5 separate regions of the Mus musculus genome follow, and regions 2, 3, 4 and 5 are each linked to region 1. The links are chromatin contacts, called in public promoter capture Hi-C maps. All regions are on one chromosome and are shown on one strand. Each heading gives the region's core, a stretch centred on a gene start, on an enhancer-like site or on the middle of the called end of the contact. The rest is flanking DNA. Distances are from core to core; before and after follow the strand shown. Region 1 holds the start of N6amt1 (N-6 adenine-specific DNA methyltransferase 1 (putative)). Region 2 has its middle 47 kb from the start of Adamts1. Region 3 has its middle 120 kb from the start of Gm52244. Region 4 holds the start of Cyyr1 (cysteine and tyrosine-rich protein 1). Region 5 holds the start of Adamts5 (a disintegrin-like and metallopeptidase (reprolysin type) with thrombospondin type 1 motif, 5 (aggrecanase-2)).

Region 1 (2,700 bases), core at 82-2,581:
CGGTCTCAAAAATAACTAGAATTCCTAGCCTTTGTAACAAGGTCAGCTCTATTACAGCATACGAAGCAATGCAATTTGTAGCTGTAAATTTTTCTGAGCTGTTTTGAGCATTCAAGTTACAATTCAGTGCTCCACGAGATATTCCAGTAGCTCAAAATGCTCCACCATCTATGAAGAAAGACTGGTTTTATAGGCAGAAAAAAAGTGACAATATAAATAAACATGATGGCTATTTCGTTCTGGAGACACCCAGTAGGAATCTTGGCCATTAAGTTAATGACCCATATTCTTTCGGCAAACTATTTTATTAGAGTGATTATATGTATGTGTGCAGAATGGTCCTCAGCATTGTAACTGAACCTCCAAGAACAACCTGTAGTAGTTTCTGAGGCCGGAACTCAGGTCTGCAGGCTTGACAGCGAGTGCCTTTACCAGCTGAGCCATCTTTCCCGTTCTCAGCTCAAATTCTTTTCTCAGAAAAGTTAACATGTGGGCATTTACTATTTATGTCAATTAAAGCTATGGCCAATCCTTCAACAAATCAGGCTAGTGAAAATCCTACCGGCGGAGGCACGTGACTATTTAAACCTTCCCTAATAGTTCTAACCACATGCAACTAAAATTCTAACAGTTCAATTAAAAAACAAAACAAAACAAAAAAATCCCAGTTGCAATAACACTTTAAGTGCTCAGACGGCTAGTGGTTGTTCCTTGACTAGGTTGAGTGAATTTAATAGTTCACTGATCCTTATGTGTTCTTCCTTTGCTAGAGGATGTTATTCTTGCACTAAGGCGAGTTTTACATATTCACTTAAAAAAATTAAAATAGAAAATTAGGAAAGTTTTGGGACATCTTGCTTCTGGTTGCTAAACTCCGGCTGCTCCTCAGAGGCGCGTTTACATTCTTCAGATTAACAGCTAAAAGGCAGGGCAGGGTGACCTTGAAGCCGCAGGAACATCTGAGCGATGCTCTAACCCCAGCCCGCCGGACACGCCTCCTTTACCCCTCTCTGCTGTCAATCACCAGAAAGTAGGCCGGCCCACCACTTCCGGAGGAGGGCGGCAAGTTCCGGCTTCCGCCTCCCGGCCACCCCGTTCTCTCCCCCTGAGGCGCGCACCCTCCTCGCACCCTGCTAGCTCGGCCGCCGCCGCCTCGAGCGCGTCCAGTAACAGGAACGTGTCCTCCGCTGGCTCGTACACGTCGCGGAAGGCTCCGCGACCCACGTGCCCGTACAACGGCGTGGGGACACTCGGCGCCGCCATCTTTTCCCTTCCGCTTCCTATGGGCGGGCGTTGAGTACGCACGCGTCAGGCTTGCTGCGCATGCGCTTTTGTCTTACACTGGGTGGCGTTTGGGGTGAAAGAGCTTGTTGGGCTCTCTGGAACTTTTAAGCAACCTCTAACATCCGTTTTCAACTTGTGCTTACTTTTATCGGCTACCCTAATATTGAGCATCGTCAGTTATTTTGTACTAAGGTGACTGCTTTATTCTAATGACATTTGGAAAGTTTCTTCCCTTTTAAACTTGTAAGCACTTGCAAAAATAGTGTTTACAAAATTTATTGTTTTTTAAGCAACTGAAATGTAAATACCCATCTATAAGATTATGACTACTTTTATTTGCTTAATTTTGTTATACAGATTCTCACTGTCTTGGAATTTACTATGTAGGCCAGTCTGGCCAGGAACTCATAGTGATCCTCCACCTGCCTCTGTCTCCTGAGTGCTGGGACTATAAAAGCTGTGGCACCATGCCCAGCTTTTATGACTTTTAATTTTTATTTTGTATTTGACAATATTATACATGGATAACACTTTCATTCATTGAAATTATAGTTTGGGCTGGGCTGTGGTGGCTCTTGCCTTTAATCCCAGCACTCTGGAGACCGAGGCAGGCAGATCTCTGCTTGTTCTACAAAGAGAGTTCCAGGACAGCCAGGGCTACATAAAGAAATCCAGTCTCCGAAAAACAATGAAACAAAACAGAGACAATGGTTTGGAGGGCTGGGGAAGTGCTCAGGGGTTGAGACCTTGTACTGCACTTGAAGAAGACAAAAGTTTGGTTTCCTGCACCTTTGTTTGGTGGCTCACAACTCCCTATAACCCCAGCTCCAGGTTGTTGCTCTTCCTGCGTCAGTGTCACTGTTGTGCCCATACATACAGGCAAAAAAATAACATACAGAAAATCATAGTCTTTAAAAAAATGTAAGGGGCTGGAGAGATGGTTCTGGAATAAGGCTATTATTGAGGACTAGAATTTGGTCCCCAGTACCCACAGCAGGTGGTTCACAAACAGAGTAACTCCAGTTCCTGGGAGTTAAATCTTCTGTTCTCTGGCGGCATCACAAATACAGACTTGAAAATGGCAAGAAAGCTCTGCTGGTAAAAGGCAGGTAGGTGCTGCCAAACCTGAGCACATGGAGCAGGTCCCTGAGACTCACACAGTGGAAGGAGAAAACCTATTCTTAGAGTTCTCAGACCTCCAAGGGTATGGCAGCATACATGTGCACACATGCACAAACATCTAAATATAATACGGAAATATTTTTTTAGAGTGTCATGTGCCGCGAGAATTTGTTATTTTCACATGCATCCTTAAAATGTCTTTGGCATACAAGCAATGAAATGAAATAGCCGTTCTTTCTCAGTTGTTTCCCAGAGGATTTGTTTTTATGTATGTGAAGGTTGACTTTGCTCCAG
Region 2 (2,700 bases), core at 37-2,536, 1.6 Mb after region 1:
CTCATTCCTTTCTTCCTTCTTTCGTTCCTTGTTTTTTCTTTCCTTCATTCCTTCTTTCCTTCCTTTCTTCCTCCCTTCTTTCCTTCCATTTTTCTTCTTTCCTTTCTTCTTTATTCATTCCTTCCTTGTGCTCCTTTTAATGCAGCCCTTTCTTCACCTGCTGTGTAATTTCAAATTTCTAGCCCTAGCAAAGAGATGGTGGGCATACTAATAAACAAATGAAAACCATTTAGGGCAGTGGTTCTCAAACTGTGGGCCACAACGGTTTCAGCAAACCTTTATCTCTAAAAATATTCACATGACGATTCATAACAATAGCAAAGTTGCAGTTATGAAAATGGAAAAAATAGTTTTATGGTTTGGGGTCACTGCAATGAGGATCCAAGTAATGTAAATATTAAAGGGTCAGCATTAGAAAGGTTGGGAACTACTGCCTTAGGGTATACTTGTGACTGCTTCCTTCTAGGCCTGTCATCGTCCTACGAAAGAATCATGCCAACGAAGGGACATCTTATTAGCTGGGATAGAGAGAAGCCATGTTTTGAGAGTATTCACATCCATGAAAGCTTTGAATGAATGTCAGCGGAAAGGGAACATTTGCAAGTAATATGATTTCCTACCTGTGCAAACTCAACAAAATATATCTGACAGTTTCCTAAAGATACTCCGAGACAAATGAAAATATATGCCAGGCTTGTTTATACAGAAGATGTCAAAATGCTCACAGCTCCTGACACACGTGATGGTAAAACAGATGATGACGCTAAGGAGAACGCAAAGTGACTGCTGAGGCTGAGGGAGCAGTGACCTTGAGTGTATTCTTTCCATATGATTTATCAGAGGGAACGGAAACGGCAGATGGCTTTGCTCAAAAATCACTGAAATGCTGTGAGTTTCTAAGATTTGGGAACTGATTTGATAAGCAGTCCCTGGCAGCACTAAGTCCCACGTCTTGAACGCGCTGTCATCTCATGGGAGTTTCTGCTGGTCACCCTTGGATTTTTGTTTTCTTTTCCAAGTTTCCCAAAGAAAATAAAACTGACAGTCTCAAGACTGGTAATCTGAGTCAAAGGGGGCCTCGATCCAATGGTTTTGCTGTGTTCTCGCAAACAACCAGAGTCATCACAGGCTTGTCTCCTACGTAAATAAGGTCTGCTGGGCGAGGGTTCCAGCATAACACGGGGTGAGTCACTGTTATTTATTTATGCTCTTTCTAGCTATCTCTAGAGAAAGAACTCTTTGGCAGGCTTCCCAGGACGTTTTCATAAGCTCTCTCCTCCACCCCCTTCCAGCCAGGCCCAGCCCTCACACTTCACAGCCCCTGCCTTTGGGCCTCTTCCTGCCTCTTCTCTAATACAATAGTAGCTACTAGGTCACAGGAACATCACCATCTCTTTGTCTCTGTGGCCTGGGCTTTTTACAGAAGTTGCTTTTAGTGTTCAGTCTTTTCTAGTCACTTGTCAGATGCTGTTTTTCATTTTTTTTTTTTTAAAGACAACTGTTGTCTTGAGGAATTTTCATTTGCAGATTCCCAACATAAGGCCACTGGGGTTCTTCTGGGGATGCTGGAAAAAGTATTGGAAGGGACTTCTCAACCTGGGACCCCTCGGGATGGGTTCCATAATACAAATGGAGAATTGTGTCCTTAGAAAATGCTGCATTCAGGAGAAAGGCATTCATTTTCCTGAAACGCACTTTGAAACTATTTCTCAGGGAACTATGCAGATGGGAAAATAGCCCCATGCGGCTTTCTCTGAGGTGAATATATTTCAGCGAGAATCAAAGAGAGAAATGTCTAAATTATGCTCCTGACCTGTGCCCAGTTCCTTGTCCTGACTGCCTTAGCTACTTTCCTGGTGTGGTGACCATATACTTGACACAAGCAACTTTCGGAAGGAAGGGTTTGCTTGTCTTATGGTTTGAGAGTGTGTCCCACCCTGGCAGCAGAGTCATGATGGTGATGAACCAACGTTAGCACTCAGCTAGCATTCTTCTCTTTGCTCTGTCCAAGACCTCGGACTACTGACCAATGCTAACCAAGTACATAACTGATGTGAGTCTTCTCATTTGTATTAACCTAATCTAGATAACCTCTTATAGACACAACCAGAGGTAAGTCTCTTTGGTGACTCTAAATTTTGTGACGCTGACAAGTGATATTAACTGCCACGTGGCTCTTGCATGCTTAGGCACTCTGAAGGTGAGAACTAAGAGACAACCCTAGAGCCTATGCCAAGCTTCAACCCTCTTCTCTAGCAATGGATTTTGACAATGGAGAAGTCGTTTGTGCTCAAAAGCCTCTTTCCTGTACTTCCAGGAAACTTCATACCCATTTCCTCCTACCTGTTACTTCTCAGTCTATTTTTTTGTAACCTCTAAAAACTACATAGTTTCACTTCTATGTCCTCAGTAAGTCTATTGTGTGCCTCTGACTTTAAATGCCACCCGATGCTGCAGACATTAAAGTTTTTAATCACCATTTTAAAACTCTCTCCTGAATTCAGTGACCAACTAGATAGCCTCAGTCTAAAGTACTGAAGCACTGAAAACCAACATGTCCAAGATGAACTCCTCAGCTCCTTCCCAGAGCAACCAACCACTGCTTGCACTTAGATGGAGACTGGGATGGTGGAAGGGAAGTGGGAAGGACAGAATGTCCTCATCTAGAACTTGGGAGTTAACCCTTTCCCCAAGTCCCCA
Region 3 (2,700 bases), core at 172-2,671, 1.7 Mb after region 1:
TCAAGTACAAGCTTCCACAATAAAAGAAGGTGACTAGGTAACATGTTCTAAGTAACTCTGATTGGCTGATAACTTTTGAGAGGGAAGAAAATGCGAATGAGCATCTAATTCTCCACTTGAGATTGAGTTGCCAAGTTGCAAAGATGTAGATAATAAATATTGTTGACTCCTAGCTAGCATAATAATGTAAAGGAATACAGCATTTTCATAACTGGCATACCATTTCAATGTGTTTCTATGTCCATCATTTTAAAATCTCACTTAAAGCCTAACAGACATTACCAGAAGTGCACGTTACACACACATACACATTTATAGCATTTAATTGAATACTAGTGTAGCTGTGACTTTTCTCATTGCTATGATCAAGCCTCAGACTGGATTCATCTGAATGGAGGAAAGGTTTATGTTCGCCTGGGTGTCACGGGAGTGAGGTGGTGGACAGAAAGGAGAGTCTGTCTGGGACCCCAGCCTAAACTCAGGGTGGGTCTGCCCACCTCAGTCAACTCAGTCTAGAAACTCCCTCACCAAGGTGTCCAGTGATTTGTGTCTGCAGCAGTTCTGAGTCCTGTCAAGCTGACTGGCCATCAATACTAGCTATCCCACCAGTTGCTAAACATTTTGGCACAAATTATGATCCATTAGTTCCCAAGAAAAATAGAACACTGTTTCACTGAAACTCTGACCATGACTGAATAATTTTCCCTGTTTTAACTCTTGGGATTTTTGTCTTATTCTTTCTGCCACTGTTTACAATATTAGATCAGTTTTGCCTATAGTGCTAAGATCTAAGGACAGCTAAAGAACTTCTACATGTGTCTAAGAGGGTTTATCTCACATTTTTGCTAAGCACCACTTAACTAGTTATTGAAATGCTCTTTAATTTTACCACTAATTCTTATCTAGCTATTTGAAATGTCAATATTAAGGAGGCTTCCCCAAAACAATATTGTTACACTTTTTGGAAACATCTATTGCTTACATTATGATTAATGAGAGAGAGAGAGAGAGAGAGAGAGAGAGAGAGAGAGAGAGAGAGATAACACACATATGCAAATGATATCCTTCAGCAGGCTTGTGGTTGTATATATTTCCAAAGATTCATTTCCTGTGCCTCTATCACTTGCTCTAAAGATAAGAACATCCCCATCTAAAAACCGTCACTCTTTCTTCTCAGGCGTCCGTCCTCCGAGGGTCTCTGCCTACGAAATCTTCTCTGGCAATCATCATCGCCCAGCCTGCAGATCAGGTTTCCTTGCTTCTCCCTTTCTGTTCCTCTTGCCTTTGCTGGCTGTGTCACAACTCTGTGGGTGGTCTGCTGTCATCACACTGTGCACCTGTCCCAATTAGCAAGCCTGAGCTGTTGCCAACACAGCAGGCTGAGTGCTGCTAAGCTGCCCCGTGGTGTGACCTCATGGCTCACCAGGCAGCATCTGGATGGTAGGTGCTGTCTAGACACCCGTTGGCTGGGACTGCGTGGTAGGCGAAGGGTATGGAGCCGGAGGTTTCTCACAGCATGGTTCAAGGTCAGAAAAGCACTCATGAGAAAATTAACATCTGGGACCAACTTACCCATCTCTGTCCTCTGGGAGCATCATGGGACCTGACACATACCAGCCTCAGATATTTGTTGAAATGTGTGTAGCAACTCTGCTTTTCCTTTGTGATCACAAAATCTAGAGTAATGTTGAGTCCAAGTACAGGACAACTCATGGGAGAAGAATTCTGGATTCCAATCTTCCTCTGCTGTATTTCAGCTTTGTGACAATGACTGTGTTTGTGGCGACCCTTTGCCCCAGTTTCATACTCTGTTTGCCCATCAGTGGCCTTGTTAGTGTGACCGGGATTCTTATTTAAAAAACAAAGGAAGAAAGGAAGGAAGGAAGGAAGGAAGGAAGGAAGAAAGAAAGAAAGAAAGAAAGAAAGAAAGAAAGAAAGAAAGAAAGAAAGAGAGAAAGAAAGAGAGAGAGAGAGAAAGGAAGAGAGAAAGGAAGAAAGCAAGCAAGCAAGCAGTGGCTTTGAAAAGTACTTAACATATAACTAAGAGACAAGTTTAAAGCTCAGAAATCACTGCAGTTTTGTTTGTTTTTGAGACAGAAACTCTCGTGGCCCAGAATGGCCACTCGAAATCCCTGGGTAACTAACGATGGCTTCAAACCTGTGATTCTTCTGTAACTAGCTCCCATGGGCTGGGATTACAGGCCTGAGCCATAATAGACTGTGTGGTTCTAGAGACAGAACCAGATCTCATCCATGCTGGGCAAGTTCCCTATGAACTGAGAAACATTCCAGCCTCATACCGTAATGTTTTTTTTAAAATCACAGTTCATTTCATCTGTAATCTTCTACTCAGCCTACCCACTTTGATAATTTTCCCACTCCTGTGCTTTTTAAATAGGACACCTATTTAACAACATTGCCAGTGAGCAATCAGAGTTAGTCAAAAGCGCTTCTTTACCTTCCTGTACTCCAGATCTTAAACTGGCCTCAGTAATGTCTTTGCAAAGACAGAGACTCCCAGCAACATTCTTGGGACCTTCATAAAGAGAGAGGAGAGGTGAGAGAATGTCCTAAGTCTTCCCTCCAAGCCTCAGCCATAAGTTTTTGATACACAGGTGCTAAGGAACCAGGCACCTCAACCTTGAGTTGTTGTCAGAAAACAATAAAGTGAGAAATGGAAACAGGAATCACTTTGACACA
Region 4 (2,700 bases), core at 144-2,643, 1.8 Mb after region 1:
GGCTCAGCACCCAGAAGGCTTGCTGAACACCCAGACCAGCTGGGTTTGTTCTCTGAGATCCACATAGGAGAAGAAAAAGAAAGCTGTCCTCTGGCCTCTACATGTGCACACAGCATCCCTGCCTTAAATGAAATAAACATGTGAAAATGTTTTTCCAGAGTGGGATAGATTTGAATGATGACACTAAAACTTCACTGTGTTTAGCTGGAGGTGAGAGTGGGAACCGGTCAGGCTTCTCTTGGAGCAGTGGATGACAGGCTCTTCCTCAGGCAGTAAATCTAGTTAGGGATTCTATATATTCCCAGCCTATGGTCTATGGCTCTCATCCACTGGGAAACATTTTTCCAAGATGATAGACTAAATTAAGGTGCAGATACATTTAGCTTTTAAAGTGCGTATTGCTTCCTAAAAGCAGTATTTCTAGTTACTTGGTTTTATACTTACAGGTAATGTCTTCCATTCAATTTAATCTTTTAAAAGTGTAGTGAGTTGGCTGTAAAAATCTCCTGTCCTTACACACTCACTTTCTGTATGAACTTTGGAAGCCAATTTACCTGCAAAGCTTCAGGTTGGCAGTCCTATTAAGATCTAATTTATCCTCAAATTTGCAGAATAATCGAGGAAAACACATTATTTTACTGGCTTTTCTTAGTGAAGAGAAATATTTTCTTTTATTTTTTTTCTCTGTTTTCCTTTCTGCATAGAATTGAGCATTTCCATTTACAAAGAAAAAAATTGATTTAGAAAAGAGTTTCTGCCTTGATTGATTTTTCTATACAATTGTACAAGTTACTTGCTAATATTTAAATTCAAAATTTTATAATTGTATTTTCTTTCTCTTATCTAATTGCATAGGACAGTAACTCCAGAGCAGTAGCAGTGGCCAGACACCTCTTGTTTCATTCGTTTTCCCTGAATTTGCTTGAAACGCTTCAAGTGTGTGATAAATAGACATTTTACCAGCTTTCTGGTGAGAAAAGCTTTTCCGTCTAGTTTGTATAGTTACATATTCTTCGTTCCTTTTAAATCTGGAAACTCCCATCTTCATTTGTTTAGACAGGAAACCAAAGCCTCCATCTATTCCTTCGAAAACTAAATAAATAAAATAAGAGAAAGAAAAAAAAGAAGAAGAAAAAGGGATGGGGAGTGTTGTGGCCCAGAGAGGACAATAGACCTGTGGAACCAGGGGGTAGGCTAAACTGTAGCAAAAGCCAAACAACTCAGAAGTTCCTTCCTGCTGGAGCCAAGCACCCTGCCATTCTATAGAGGAAAACTCAGCGAAGTGGGGAGGAGTCCGTCACCTCCCCACCCCCATCCGACTTTGGTGCCACCCTCATAGATGAAACCTGAACCTGGGTGGCCAAGGACGCCAGAGAAGCTGCCGTTTGCTTGCCAGGGCACAGCACCTTTGGGCAGAACATAAAGCCCCTGCGGCAGCTCACCCGGGCTAGGACCACCAGCGCCCAGCTGCCCTGCAGCCGGCCGGATTCGCCAAGGCTGGGGTCATGGCCAGGGCGGCTTTGGACCCTGCTCTCAGGACCACATCCCTGTTCTCCTGACCGCCCTGTATCCTCCGCATCGCTGCTGGGGTTCACTCCAGTCGCTCCCAGGTCTACCGGTCTCTGTCCTAGAGAGCAGCTTGGGGCCACCGGCTTGGATGGACGCGCTGAGGCTGCCCCGGCGTCCAGGGGTCCTGCTTCCGAAGTTGATCCTGCTCTTTGTTTATGCAGGTCAGTGGCAGTGGGAACAGGGACAGAGGGTCCAGCCAGGGGCGTGGGGCCAACGCAGGAATGTAAAAGGGTGGCGATTCCCCTAGGAGGCAACACCAGACAGCCGCAATCTCAAACACCATCTCTCCTTTAACATTACTAATTTGCTGGTTTGCTTTCTTTTTTGTTTGTAAAGCAACTCAAAAGCTCGCATTTAAGGGGATTTAACCCGGCTAGTGTAAAAGTGTAAAGACACGGCCAGGATTTAAATGAACTTTGGTCTAGGGCCGCCAGAGACTCTTTAAAATACTTGAAACATAAAGGTGAAGTTATTCAAAATAAACGCATTAGTGACTCTTACATTTATCGCAGGCTACTGACATCTGGAATAGTCCATTTTCCCCTCTTTTAGAAGTCAGTTACTTTAGACATGTCCCGTATTTTGTTTGTTTGTTTGTTTGTTTTTGTTTTAGAAGCTCCACAAAATCGACTGAACAACTGTAGGCTCTGAGCTATACGGTCTGGGCGAAATAGGATTTCGCCAGGCAAATATGCTTTTCTTTTTTAAATGTGATTAAGCACCTGTTTGTGAAAGGCCTCTCGTTTCCCTCCTTATAATTATTCGTAGTGGCAATTGCTGATAATTAATGAAGCAGAGTGCTTTCCTTGTTCTAAGCTTGATAGAGAGCCTTATGTGGCCTTTCAGGGCTTACTCAAGTATAAATTTAATTACATGTGCGCTCCTTGCATCCTCGTGTTCACAGACAGTACAAGCTTAAAGCATCTTGTGTTTCTAACTTTCTAAGACAATGAATCACAGGCTGACCTAGGCGTAGGCCGAGCTGTTCAGCTCCCCTCACTTGCCAAGACAAGACACTCCAACTGAAAGGAAGATGTCCTTCAGCCTCCCTCCTTACAGCAAAAGAATTGAATTTCACCATTGTATCAAGATAATCAAATCCATTACCCTGATCTGACAGAAAGAAGTCCT
Region 5 (2,700 bases), core at 16-2,515, 1.5 Mb after region 1:
GTAAGTGTGCCTGCTCTCCTCTGAAGGAGTGGAGTTAAAAGGGATGGAGATGTGTAAATTATCCCGGGGTGTGTGCAGAGACCAGTACTGGACCCTGGCACAGGTCAACTTGCTGTGAGAAAGTCACTAGGGTTTCCTTTCACCTTCTTAGAATTGATAATTAGAGGAAACAAAGGATGGAGGAACTGAGTAGCAGGGGCCATGCCACCTGCCTACTAATAACCACCAATCACCTCCCCTCAAGTATTCTTCCCTGGGATATGAGCTTTGAAAATGAGAGGGCTGACAGTGAGTGGCTGACTTATAAGAAGAGTAGCAAGTAAACAAACAAAGGAGTGTTTGCCAGAAAGTGTGAGCACAAATGTAAAAGTCTGGGGTGGGGGTGCAGATTCCCCTTCAAGAGTTAACTCTTTCCCACCCTGACATCCTACAGCTCAGAGTTCCAGTGGCTGGGATAAGTGACAGATTGTGGGCACTGACCAACTATGCCCTGGAAAAAAAGCTGGGAGTACCGCCATTTATACACAAAGCCAAGGACTTCCCAGGCCGCAGCCGGCCCTGTTGGGGTCACCGCAGTGCTGCATGCCCAGAGACGCGCCAGGAAGCACCGGTGGCTGCCTGGCTGCTCAGCTGATGGCCGGGAGAAGTTAGTCACCCCTAGCCCGAAGTCAGCAAGTGTTGGAACGTGAACAAGCTAGGAGATGAGGAGGCTGGAAATCAGCTACCGGGACCGACTGGAGAGAACCAGGGAAAAGAGAGAGGGACTTGGGGTTGCACAGGCGGCTGCCCTGACCAGTGAAGTTACCAGGTCTACAAGGCCAGAGCGCACTGGCCGGCAAAATGAAGCAAGAACTTCATATCCCGCTCAAGAACAGCAAGGGGAAGGAGGCAGAGAGAGACTTTAAAAACACACCAAAACACCCCTTCAGGAGATGAGGTAAGCCGAGGTTAGCCAACCCCGATTGGTTGTGAAATACCACACAGAACCGGAGTTGCTGTGGCTTTAAATGAGGCCAAGAGAATTTTCTTGTTTTCTGCCCAAATACTTTTTCTCTCTCAATCTCTTTCTCACCCTTACTCCCTCCTTTGTCCCTCCTTCCACCTTGCTAGGTTCTGGCCCCTTCCTCCTTCCCGGTCTGCCTTTCCTCGATCACCCTCCTCCTCTCGCTGCTCCCTCCCCCATCAGATTAGGCGCGGACCGGGAAGGGTGGGAGTGGTGGGGGAAGCTCTCCCTTTAAGAGGCAGCGTGCAGTGACGAATTGTTGAAATTGCCATTGCAGGATGGCACGCCGCTATAAATTCATTGTCCCACCTCCTCGCATCTTCACAGCGCCTGAGCCGCTCTCCGCGCCCGTAGCAGCCGACTGGGGATGATCCCGGGCGGGAGGACGCGGCAACGGAAGGGACCGGGACGCGCCGCCTCGCTGGCTCTCCGCAGGCCGCCTCCTAGCTTTTGATTTTAAACATTTTTAGGTGTTTCCTTTGCTTGCTTTCTTTCCTTTTCTTTTCTCCCGTCTCATTTCTCCCTGCCTTCGGGTTCCAGCGGAGCCGAGGAAGCCCTGAGAATAAGAAAGGAAGTGGGTCGGAGCTTGGAAGCTTTGCAGCCCGCCAGCCCCGGGCTTCGAGGGGGCGGGAGCGGACGCGCACCAGTTGCGGGCCAGCGCGGTCGCCCTTCTTACTCTCTTAGCTCGTTTGTTTTGATCTGTTTGTGCAAAGATCTTGTCTGCGTTGGGCCTCTCTCCTTTTTTGTATTTGGTTGCTCTCCACCTCTTGGCTTTTACTCCCACCAACACCACCCTTTATTTAATTTTTTTTCTTTTATTTTATTTAAAATTTTTCTTCCTCCGTCTCTTGGACCTCCATTCCAAACATTTTCCAAACCAACAAAGAAAAAGTTCTCACAGTGGCACCGGTGCCAGGCCAGGCTGGCTCTCTGCTGCGGATTCCCCCTACCCTTTCCTGGACACTTGACTCAACCTTGCACGCCAGTGTGTAGAGTGTGCGGCTGTGGGTGGGTGGGTGGGAGGGCGAGCCCCCCACCCCCGCCCCTGAAACTTCTATAGCAAATAGCAAGCATCCAGCTAGACTCAGTCGCGCAGCCCCTCCCGGCGGGCAGCGCACTATGCGGCTCGAGTGGGCGCCCTTGTTGCTGCTACTGCTGCTGCTGAGCGCGTCCTGCCTGTCCCTGGCCGCTGACAGCCCCGCCGCGGCACCTGCCCAGGATAAAACCAGGCAGCCTCAGGCTGCAGCAGCGGCCGCCGAGCCGGACCAGCCGCAGGGGGAGGAAACACGGGAGCGAGGCCATTTACAACCCTTGGCCGGGCAGCGCAGGAGCGGCGGGCTGGTCCAGAATATAGACCAACTCTACTCTGGCGGTGGCAAAGTGGGCTACCTTGTCTACGCGGGCGGCCGGAGGTTCCTGCTGGACCTGGAGAGAGATGACACAGTGGGTGCTGCTGGTAGCATCGTTACTGCAGGAGGAGGGCTGAGCGCATCCTCTGGCCACCGGGGTCACTGTTTCTACAGAGGCACCGTGGACGGCAGCCCTCGATCCCTAGCTGTCTTTGACCTCTGCGGGGGTCTCGATGGCTTCTTTGCAGTCAAGCATGCGCGCTACACTCTAAAGCCACTCCTGCGTGGGTCCTGGGCAGAGTATGAACGAATTTATGGGGATGGATCTTCCCGCATCCTGCATGTCTA

Evidence for each region. Promoter capture Hi-C pulls out the DNA fragments that hold promoters and counts their contacts.
Region 2: a contact with region 1 is called in a promoter capture Hi-C map of the 3T3-L1 cell line, with 20 times the contacts expected there. The contact joins the enhancer-like site here to the promoter of N6amt1 in region 1. A contact is called at or near these places in 10 of 39 promoter capture datasets (the 3T3-L1 cell line, cranial neural crest, frontonasal cranial neural crest and 5 more), 3 of 115 datasets of contacts at active chromatin or transcription factors (astrocytes, cardiomyocytes and embryonic stem cells) and 1 of 9 other capture datasets (embryonic stem cells).
Region 3: a promoter capture Hi-C map of the 3T3-L1 cell line shows a contact between it and region 1, with 13 times the contacts expected there. The contact joins the enhancer-like site here to the promoter of N6amt1 in region 1. A contact is called at or near these places in 6 of 39 promoter capture datasets (the 3T3-L1 cell line, 3T3-L1-derived adipocytes, hippocampal neurons and 1 more), 1 of 115 datasets of contacts at active chromatin or transcription factors (astrocytes) and 2 of 9 other capture datasets (adipose tissue and embryonic stem cells).
Region 4: a contact with region 1 is called in a promoter capture Hi-C map of liver, with 8 times the contacts expected there. The contact joins the promoter of Cyyr1 here to the promoter of N6amt1 in region 1. A contact is called at or near these places in 3 of 39 promoter capture datasets (hippocampal neurons and liver).
Region 5: a contact with region 1 is called in a promoter capture Hi-C map of hippocampal neurons, with 10 times the contacts expected there. The contact joins the promoter of Adamts5 here to the promoter of N6amt1 in region 1. A contact is called at or near these places in 7 of 39 promoter capture datasets (cranial neural crest, embryonic stem cells, hippocampal neurons and 2 more), 1 of 484 Hi-C or Micro-C datasets (embryonic stem cells), 4 of 115 datasets of contacts at active chromatin or transcription factors (astrocytes, embryonic stem cells and stem cell-derived neural progenitor cells) and 1 of 9 other capture datasets (embryonic stem cells).

The regions. Positions count from the first base shown.
Region 1 is chr16:87,352,816-87,355,515 of GRCm38.p6, reverse strand. It overlaps N6amt1 (N-6 adenine-specific DNA methyltransferase 1 (putative)), which reads right to left and starts at 1,331. Exons shown (of 6, transcript NM_026366.2): 1 at 1,130-1,331. The coding sequence starts at 1,263.
Region 2 is chr16:85,754,832-85,757,531 of GRCm38.p6, reverse strand. No RefSeq gene overlaps it. Among named protein-coding and RNA genes, the nearest start is that of Adamts1, 47 kb to the left of the region's middle. Within about 2 kb of position 1,286, at least 112 of the 459 cell types and tissues checked have an H3K27ac peak or open chromatin away from gene starts, as enhancers often do.
Region 3 is chr16:85,679,277-85,681,976 of GRCm38.p6, reverse strand. No RefSeq gene overlaps it. Among named protein-coding and RNA genes, the nearest start is that of Gm52244, 120 kb to the right of the region's middle. Within about 2 kb of position 1,421, at least 26 of the 459 cell types and tissues checked have an H3K27ac peak or open chromatin away from gene starts, as enhancers often do.
Region 4 is chr16:85,549,066-85,551,765 of GRCm38.p6, reverse strand. Cyyr1 (cysteine and tyrosine-rich protein 1) reads left to right here and starts at 1,393. Exons shown (of 4, transcript NM_144853.3): 1 at 1,393-1,730. The coding sequence starts at 1,658.
Region 5 is chr16:85,899,690-85,902,389 of GRCm38.p6, reverse strand. Adamts5 (a disintegrin-like and metallopeptidase (reprolysin type) with thrombospondin type 1 motif, 5 (aggrecanase-2)) reads left to right here and starts at 1,265. Exons shown (of 8, transcript NM_011782.2): 1 at 1,265-2,700. The coding sequence starts at 2,123. It overlaps Gm46558 (a long non-coding RNA gene), which reads right to left and starts at 2,590. Exons shown (of 3, transcript XR_001781962.2): 1 at 2,393-2,590; 2 at 1-1,559.